3 separate regions of the Sus scrofa genome follow, and regions 1 and 3 are each linked to region 2. Evidence: chromatin contacts called from public HiChIP or PLAC-seq data. All regions are on one chromosome and are shown on one strand. The core of a region is the stretch at or near the end of the contact, and the rest is flanking DNA. Distances in the headings are between cores, read along the strand shown. Region 1 has its middle 430 kb from the start of IRS1. Region 2 overlaps IRS1 (insulin receptor substrate 1). Region 3 has its middle 340 kb from the start of IRS1.

Region 1 (2,700 bases), core at 5-2,504, 370 kb after region 2:
ATAGCTGGTATGGCAATCTGGTGGTCACAGTGACCTTTTATCTCACCAGGGAGATTATAATTATTAGCTTTATTATCCTTATTGTTATTTTTAAATGTGCTTAGTTTGCTCTTGCGGCTCAGCTTGTACCCAGCTTGTTGAGCATTCCGGGTCCTCTTGGTTTCTATGTGTGAAAGTTTCCTAACTTGCTGTGTTTGGAGAAAGCTCATCCTAAAAGAAATTGTTTGCTACACTCCAGAACATAAAATTAAATCTATAATGTATTTTCATTTTCTGTGTGAAACTCTGTCCAGGTTCTAGAGTTCCTGGCTATTCAAAGTATGTGATGACTTCTTGATACTACGATGTCTCTTTCCATTCTCACTCAGAGGGAAAGAAACCACACGGGGGTCCTTGGAAACATTCCACATTATCTTTAACTGATGGGATACTCCAGAGGTGATGCAAATGTAAGTAGCCCCGTGGCAGGCATGCTATGGTGAGGATGACGGAGTTGTACAAACTTGAGAGACTTGATTGATCTGATTGGCCAAAGCTCTTAATATGGTCAGATTATGATAATCAGTTGGTTCTCAAAGCTATTTATTTATAGAATGAGCAGAGAAGTCTCTCAATTTTCTTTCAAAATAATTGTTGGAGTTCCTGTCATGGCTAAGTGAAAAAGAATCTGACTAGCATCCATAAGGACGCAGGTTCAATCCCTGGCCTTGCTCAGTGGGTTAAGGATCCAGCATTGCCATGAGCTGTGGTATAGGTCACAGACACTGCTTGGATCTGGCGTTGCTGTGGCTGTGGTATAGGCTGGCAGCTGCAGCTCCAATTCGACTCACAGCCTGGGCACCTCCATGTGCCGGGGGTGTGGCCCTAAGAAGACCAAAAAAAAAAAAAAAATTCCTATGCAATTGCAAAAAATTTGCATGTTGAAAATTTTGAATAGGCATAAAAGCACCTCAAAATAAAACCATTGCCATCTTTTGATTTGCTTATATGTTCCCCCAATGCCAACCTGGTAATTTGATGAATTCTACTAAAATATCTCCTAGCGTGAATAAATATATTGAATTCTTGGGGTAAATCCTAATTGTGTACGGTGAGGTGTTACATATTTAGATGTAGAGATCAATGTATAAATGTAGATTGATCTAGCTGAGATGGTGACAGAGCTGTAATTCAATTCTCCCTTTGAGAGAACCTACAAAGAGTCATTGGCAGACAGCCTCAGCTGCTGCTATTTGGATTGACCTTACCGTAGCCATGCTTTCCCTGGTCTGTTATCAGCCAATGACTGTGCATAGCAGGAAGATCAGAGCTGGGACATTCCTGCTCCTTCCCATCCTCCACCTTGAGGATAAGTCAAAATAACATACAGCCCAACGGAATGGTGGAGTTTAATGCCACCATTAAAGACCTAAAAGATAGTGTTCTCTCTCCATCATGTCCTTTTAAATTTTAATGTATTTTTTATTAAAGTGTAGTTGATTTACAATGTTGTATCAATTTTTGCTGTACAGCATAGTGACCCAGTCACACACATATATACATTCTTCTACTCATACTTTTTTCCATCATGTTCTATCCCTAAAGATTGGATACTTCCCTGTGCTGTGTAGTGGAATCTCATTGCTTACCTATTCTAAATGTAATACTTTGCATCTACTAACCCCAAACTCCTCATTCATCCCACTCCCTCCCCTTCCCCCTTGACAACCAAAATTCTGTGAGTATGTTTCTATCTTATGGATCGTTTCATTTGTACCATATTTTAGATTCCACATGTAAGTGATGTCATATGGTATTTGTTTTTCTCTTTATAACTTACTTCACTTAGTGTGAGAATCTCTAGTTGAATTCATGTTGCTGCAAACTGCATTATTTCATCCTTTTTTATGGCTGAGTAGCATTCCATTGTATACATGTACCACATCTCCTAATCCATTCATCCGTCAAGTTTCATGTAGTTCATCATTCTGGACCCTGCAGAAACTGAATGAATCCTGAAGAATGACTATAGACTACCACAAACACTCAAATAGCTCAATGACAGCTGCTGTATTGGGTGTGGTATCATTGCTAGAAATTTATAAGGTCTAAGGTAGATTGCATACGGCCACTAATTTGGTGAGTGCGTTCTTTTTTATTCCACTCAGAAGAGAAAGACAGAAACAGTTCACATTCATAAGGACTACACAACAATAATTATAGTTTTTCCCAATGCTATGTTAATTCTCTTCCTCTTTCACAAAGACACAAATCCATCTGTATATCCTAAAGAACATCATGTTGCTACCATATATCAAATGTGTCATGTCGAGCAGGCTGAGCAAGAAGTGCTTAGAATGCTGGAGACCTCTATGAGATAAAAACACTCTAGAGGGTGGGAGGTAAACTCAGTGATGAATCCGGGACCTATCTCTTTAGTAAACATTTAGGAATCCAGTTGTCAGGAGATTTACAGTACATAACCTCCAAAGTATAAGTTAATTGGCTACATCTTGTGCTCCCTACTACTAAGAAGGCAGGGAGGCCAATCTCCTAGGAGATTTCTTCAGTTTCTGGAGCATCACGTTGTACCCACAAGTCCTAAGAATATAGCTCTCTTCCATATGCTGGGTGACGTGGAAGGCTGCCACATTTGACTTGGGCTTAGAGTACGAAAGGACTCAATAGTAAGTCAGGCTGTTGTGTTAACAGTTTTGCTGT
Region 2 (2,700 bases), core at 77-2,576:
ACCACATTGCAAACCAAGTTGTGATGTTATTTGAAGTCTACCGGTTTGTGTCAGAGCCAGACACATAAAACTTCTGTCCTGTATTTCTGAATATTACAAAAACAAACAAACAAAAAAAACCCCAAAAAACCTGATGTGAAATGACAGTATAAGCCTCAGAACTGGAATTTTAATTCCTGTTGGGGAAAATAGACGGCAGAAATAATTCCCATGAAAGCAGAAGAAAGCGCGACTTTTATGACTTTCTTACTCGGGTCGGGAAGATGATATCATGTTATTTTCAGGTCTTCAGGTAACAGTTGATTTTGGTTGAGCTCTGTTAAAATGAAAGCTTCCTTTCCCCCAGCACATGTGGCCTGACTTGAAATGCTGCATTGTTTTTTCTGAGTTCCTCTACCTTGACTGTCAGGTATGTGGGGACATATTAGAATTTTGCCAGAAGAGTTCCCGTTGTGGCTCAGCAGAAACAAAGCCCGACTAATATCCATGAGGATGTGTGTTTGATCCCTGGTCTTGCTCAGTGGGTCAAGGATTTGGTGTTGCCGTGAGCTGTGGTGTAGGTCCCAGACTCGGCTTAGATCCTGCATTGCTGTGGCTGTAGCAGCTGCAGCTCTGATTCAGCCCCTAGCCTGGAACTTCCATAAGCCATGGGTGCGGCCCTAAAAAGCAAAAAATAACATAAAAAAAACGAGTTTAGGCAGAAGAGAGATCTGAGACATTTTGATTTACATTTCGGGGGGAGATGTTTATGGGGTTGACCCCCCATTTGCTTCATCTTTCAGTTACCTTTTGCTTTATCAGCATGCTCTGTCTTTCATAAAAGGAGTGGTAACAGAAGTGCCTATCCTTTGGCTTAAACGATTTCTGATTGGTTATTCAGATTTCCTTACTAGATCAGTGGTGGAATACTTGCATTGTTGAGGACGCTCTGTCGTTGTTCTTGAAATCTATCTTCTCTGTGAGTCCTGGCCCTCCGAAAAGTTTCTGGACCCTCCTCCTGCCTTTTGTTGCCGGGGAAGGAGGAGTCCTTGGTGCTGGACCGCAGCAGGAGCCCGGAGCCTGCAGGCGTGGTGGTTGGCTCCTGGGGTCCTCCCTCTCCCTCTCTTTCTTTTGCATAATACATGTGCCTTCCTTCATTGGTGGTCCCCTGAAGTCACCAGCCCTGCCAGAAGGTCTTTCCTGGGACAAAAGGGGAACTGGAGCGAGATGGCCTCTCACATGTTGGCACCTCTCCCTGAATTTCCTTCCTTGGCAACTCTGTGCGCTGGAAGGGCTGGCCAGCAACCTTGTTATTTTCACCAGCCCTGCCCATGTGACTCGCACCAGGCAAAAGTGCTATGTAAGCAGCTCCATTAAAGCACTGGCTTGGCCGGTCGGTTACCCTTTGCCATTTAAGACCATGAAACCAAGTCTTTCCAGCTCAATTCTGGCCTATTTTAAAAGATGTTGGTTTCCTTTCTTTAGCTACGATGGCCCTCTCCTCCTGTCAACATAAAGTAGCAAACATCTTGGTCTCACCTCTGACTTTCTTTCTTTAGTTCAACTAGATCTTGATTTTTTTCTTTTTTCTCTTTGGGGATAATGGCCGGAAAGCTTTAAAACAGAATGCTTTTTCACTATTTAGATCTGAGCTTTTGCAGAGTCTCAGCTTGCCCCCACACTTCCCAGCCGTACCCTGGGAAGAGCAGAGCAGTTCCCCTTGGCCCGCACTTGAAGCTCTCTGGATTGAACGTGCATTTCCTTTTTCCTCGGGTGGTCACCACAGCCAACACCTGGGCTGGGCCTGCTGCTTTCTCCTTAGATGCTACCGTTGAAACCACATAGTGGAAGCCAAGCTCTAAGGCAGGAAATTCCTTTCATAAAAGGTTTGACTGTCCATCAGGTGGGTCCGTGCTTTCACCTATCCATCCAAGACTGCGTGGTAAATGTTAAAATGAGGAGCACTGGTATACTACCAGAACTATCAATGTATTTGATACTGATGATTGGAGAGAAATTACTGGGCCCATTTTTCAGACGTCAAGTACTCCGAGAAACAGAGTACTTTTGCAGTGTTTTTATAAGGTGTTTTCTTACAGGTAAGCATTGTAGGAGACTTGGTCAGCTCTAAATCAGTGGTGCTGTGAATTAATTGCATTAGCATCAAAGAGGTGGCTGAAGAAATGATCTGTGGTCATAGGTAACGGTATACAGTGGAATACAATTGTGTGAAGTAAGGAATCAACGGACCTGGGAAGACAGCATATAGAGAGATGTCATAGGCGCTCTATGCTTAGCATCCTGCAAGGCGCAAAGGTACCCACCGCCTCTCTGCTCTCACATCCGTTCCACCTTTTTTCTTCTTCAAATCCCAGCTTAAGGTAACCTCCTCCTTGTAGAAGAGTCCCCCCTGCCCCACCTTCCTGGCTCTTCTGCATACTTTGCCTGTGCCCTTCCCTTCAGGACTTAACGCTTTGGGAAACCAAACCCAGGAAGCCAGAGGGTTTTTTTCTCCTTTCAAACTGTCCTACTTCTCCATATACATAGTGAATTGGGAGCACGCGAAAGGATAGAATACCAGGAAGTTGCAAGAGTTGGTTGACATTTTATCTTCTCACAGATTTTTTTTTTTCAGAACGGGAAAGATCTACATAGGATTAAAACATTAACTCTCTGCTTAAACATTTTTGACATTAACTATAGAATATTCAAAGTTCAAAT
Region 3 (2,700 bases), core at 5-2,504, 290 kb after region 2:
AGTGGCCTGTGTTTTCCAAAGGTGCAGAACCAAAAGGCTAGCACTCACTAAGCCATGGTGTAATCCAAAGTATAGGAGGAGTTTTCTAGCGACTCAGTGGACTAAAGATCTGGCATTGTCACCACTATGGCTCAGGTCACTGCTATGGCGTGGGTTTGATCCTTGGCCCAGGAACTTCCACATACAGGGGGTACAGCCAAAAAAACAAACAAACAAATGAAAAACAAAAAACAAAACCAAACAAAGTTAAAAAACCTTTTAAAAAATAATGTTTAGGGGATTTCTCAAGATATTTATTTGCCTGTTTGCACATAGATGTCCATCTTCACAATGCAGCAAGACACATGCATACAATTTAGCATTTAGCTTCAATTACCGGCTGTGGTTCTTGTTCTGGTATTCTTGATAAATGTTTTGATTAAATAATTTTAAAACTGTCTAGTAGCTCCTTATCTATTTAGAATTCTTTTTTTTTTTTGGTCTTTTTGCCTTTTCTAGGGCCGCTCCTGCGGCATATGGAGATTCCCAGGCTAGGGGTCTAATCAGAGCTGTAGCCACTGGCCTACACCAGAGCCACAGCAACACGGGATCCCAGCCGTGTCTGAAACCTACACCGAAGTTCACAGCAACGCTGGATCCTTAACCCACTGAGCAAGGGCAGGGACCGAACCCGCAACCTCATGGTTCCTAGTCGGATTCGTTAACCACTGAACCACGATGGGAACTCCTATTTAGAATTCTTATGTGGCAATGACATATATTGCAACACAGGTAAAAATTAAGAATTGAAAATGCTGTTAGTAGCCAAACAACAGCAGCAAACAAAAACTTAGCTATGATTCAACTAAACACACAACTGTAAAACACTCTTATGCATATGGCAATCCATTGGTCTTGGTGGTAAGGGAATAACCTGGTCTCTGTTCTCAAGGTAGGCTTATGAAGTTTGACCTTACACACAATTGGCTCCTCTTTCATTAGAGCTTATTAATTTCAATTTCTTAGAGGAGCAGGGTATACCAATGTCCCAGGTGACACTTAGCTCCTTCCAATTTAGCTCTGGAGCCCTTTTCCAGAGTATAAATGTCAGTACCTTACGCATGGCACTTGAGAATGCCTCCTGAGCACAGGAGGGCTTGTGTAATTCAGCCAATCCTCTTCTTTGGATTTGCTTCAATACAGACAGGACCTTTGTGGTGATAAGTGCATGGCACACTTCTCAACGCGTCTCCGTGACAGAGACGCAGTTTGGATTTTGGCGTCACTAGTTCTCTGGTTCTGTTCCTCCAGGGTCACATGAGTCTTTGGTATTTCTGTCTCCTGGGAGCTGGCATGACAAGTATACATTTGGCCTTAGTGTGTGGTTACATGAGATCACTGGTCCCCATGTGGACATGGGGTGAATTCTCTCAAGTTCCTGTAAGGATAAGTGCAGTGCATTTTGGCTACATGATAAGGTTAAGATGCTCAAGGAGATTCTCCCTCACACTGGCATAACTGAGTACTCAAGAAAGGGAGTTAGATCTACAAAATAGAAACAGACTCAGGAGCATAGAGAATAGACTTTTTGTTGCCAAGGGGGAAGGAGGAGGGCGTAGGATGGATGGGAATTTGGGGTAGGTAGATGCAAATTATTATAGTGAGAATGGATAAGCAATGAGGTCCTACGGTACAGCACAGGGAACTATATCCAATCTCTTGGGATAAAACATGATAGAAAGTAGTATGAGAAAAATCATGACTGGGTCATTAAGCTGTAAAGCAGAAATTGACACAACATTGTAAATCAACTCTACTTTAATAAAAATAAAATTCAAAAAAATAAAGGGTGTTGGAGATCAACCAGTGCTTCCCCCACTGAGACGTGGTCCAGCTGTGATTTGAATAATCACAGAGATGCGTGTTGGTAACTTGAGGGGGAGCAATAAATAGCATCTTTCTTCCCCTCCTGAGATTGGAATGAATGAAAAGATGGGCACTGGAGTCAGACTAATGGGGATAAAAATATCACTCTTATGATTTTCGATAAACTGCCAGACATTGGGTCTTAAGGGTTATAGAAGGTGGCTCCTGCTATGATTGCTAATGATATCCACCTCCTGGTCTCCTGGAATGAATGTCCATGTGTAATCCTCTCCCCCTGAGTGTGAGCAAGACCAAGTAACTTGCTTTAATGATAAAATATGACAAAGGTGATGATTCTGGATGTAAGATTATAGCTTCCACCTTGTCAGCAGGCTCTGTTTACTGCCTCTCTCCCTCCCTGGCTTTGATGAAGCAAACTGGAGACACTCTCCAAGTGACAAGAAATTGAGGGCTGCCTCTGGACAACAGTGAATGAATGTTGAAGCTCTCCATTCAATATTCCGCAAGAAACTGATTTTTATCAACAATTGTATGAGCTCTGAAACAAATATTTCTCCAGTTGGGACTTCAGATGAGACCTCAGCTCTGGCTGACACGTTGATTGCACCCTTACGAGAGATCCTGCAGCAGAGGGTCCAGATAAGTAGCCACATCAAGATTCCCAACCCACAGAAACTGTTGTGAGATAGTACATTGTTTTAAACTGCTAAGTTTGGGGCAATTTCCCCCCTAAGCAATAGATAACTAATACAGGTGTGTCTTCTGAGCAAGCTTGCTAATATTCCGCTCCTAAAGTAAATAAATATACCGATTTTCTCTCTGGAGCAACTACAT

The links. HiChIP or PLAC-seq counts read pairs in DNA pulled down with a chosen protein or histone mark.
Region 1: a contact with region 2 is called in an H3K27ac HiChIP or PLAC-seq map of skeletal muscle. The contact joins two enhancer-like sites. A contact is called at or near these places in 1 of 47 Hi-C or Micro-C datasets (skeletal muscle) and 1 of 2 datasets of contacts at active chromatin or transcription factors (skeletal muscle).
Region 3: a contact with region 2 is called in an H3K27ac HiChIP or PLAC-seq map of skeletal muscle. The contact joins two enhancer-like sites. A contact is called at or near these places in 1 of 47 Hi-C or Micro-C datasets (skeletal muscle) and 1 of 2 datasets of contacts at active chromatin or transcription factors (skeletal muscle).

Annotation. Positions count from the first base shown.
Region 1 is chr15:127,877,120-127,879,819 of Sscrofa11.1, reverse strand. No RefSeq gene overlaps it. Among named protein-coding and RNA genes, the nearest start is that of IRS1, 430 kb to the left of the region's middle. Within about 2 kb of position 1,254, at least 2 of the 83 cell types and tissues checked have an H3K27ac peak or open chromatin away from gene starts, as enhancers often do. A contact at or near this core is called in skeletal muscle, where this site is marked.
Region 2 is chr15:128,251,862-128,254,561 of Sscrofa11.1, reverse strand. The region is part of intron 1 of IRS1 (insulin receptor substrate 1); the gene reads left to right. Among named protein-coding and RNA genes, the nearest start is that of IRS1, 54 kb to the left of the region's middle. Within about 2 kb of position 1,326, at least 15 of the 83 cell types and tissues checked have an H3K27ac peak or open chromatin away from gene starts, as enhancers often do. A contact at or near this core is called in skeletal muscle, where this site is marked.
Region 3 is chr15:127,964,970-127,967,669 of Sscrofa11.1, reverse strand. No RefSeq gene overlaps it. Among named protein-coding and RNA genes, the nearest start is that of IRS1, 340 kb to the left of the region's middle. Within about 2 kb of position 1,254, at least 2 of the 83 cell types and tissues checked have an H3K27ac peak or open chromatin away from gene starts, as enhancers often do. A contact at or near this core is called in skeletal muscle, where this site is marked.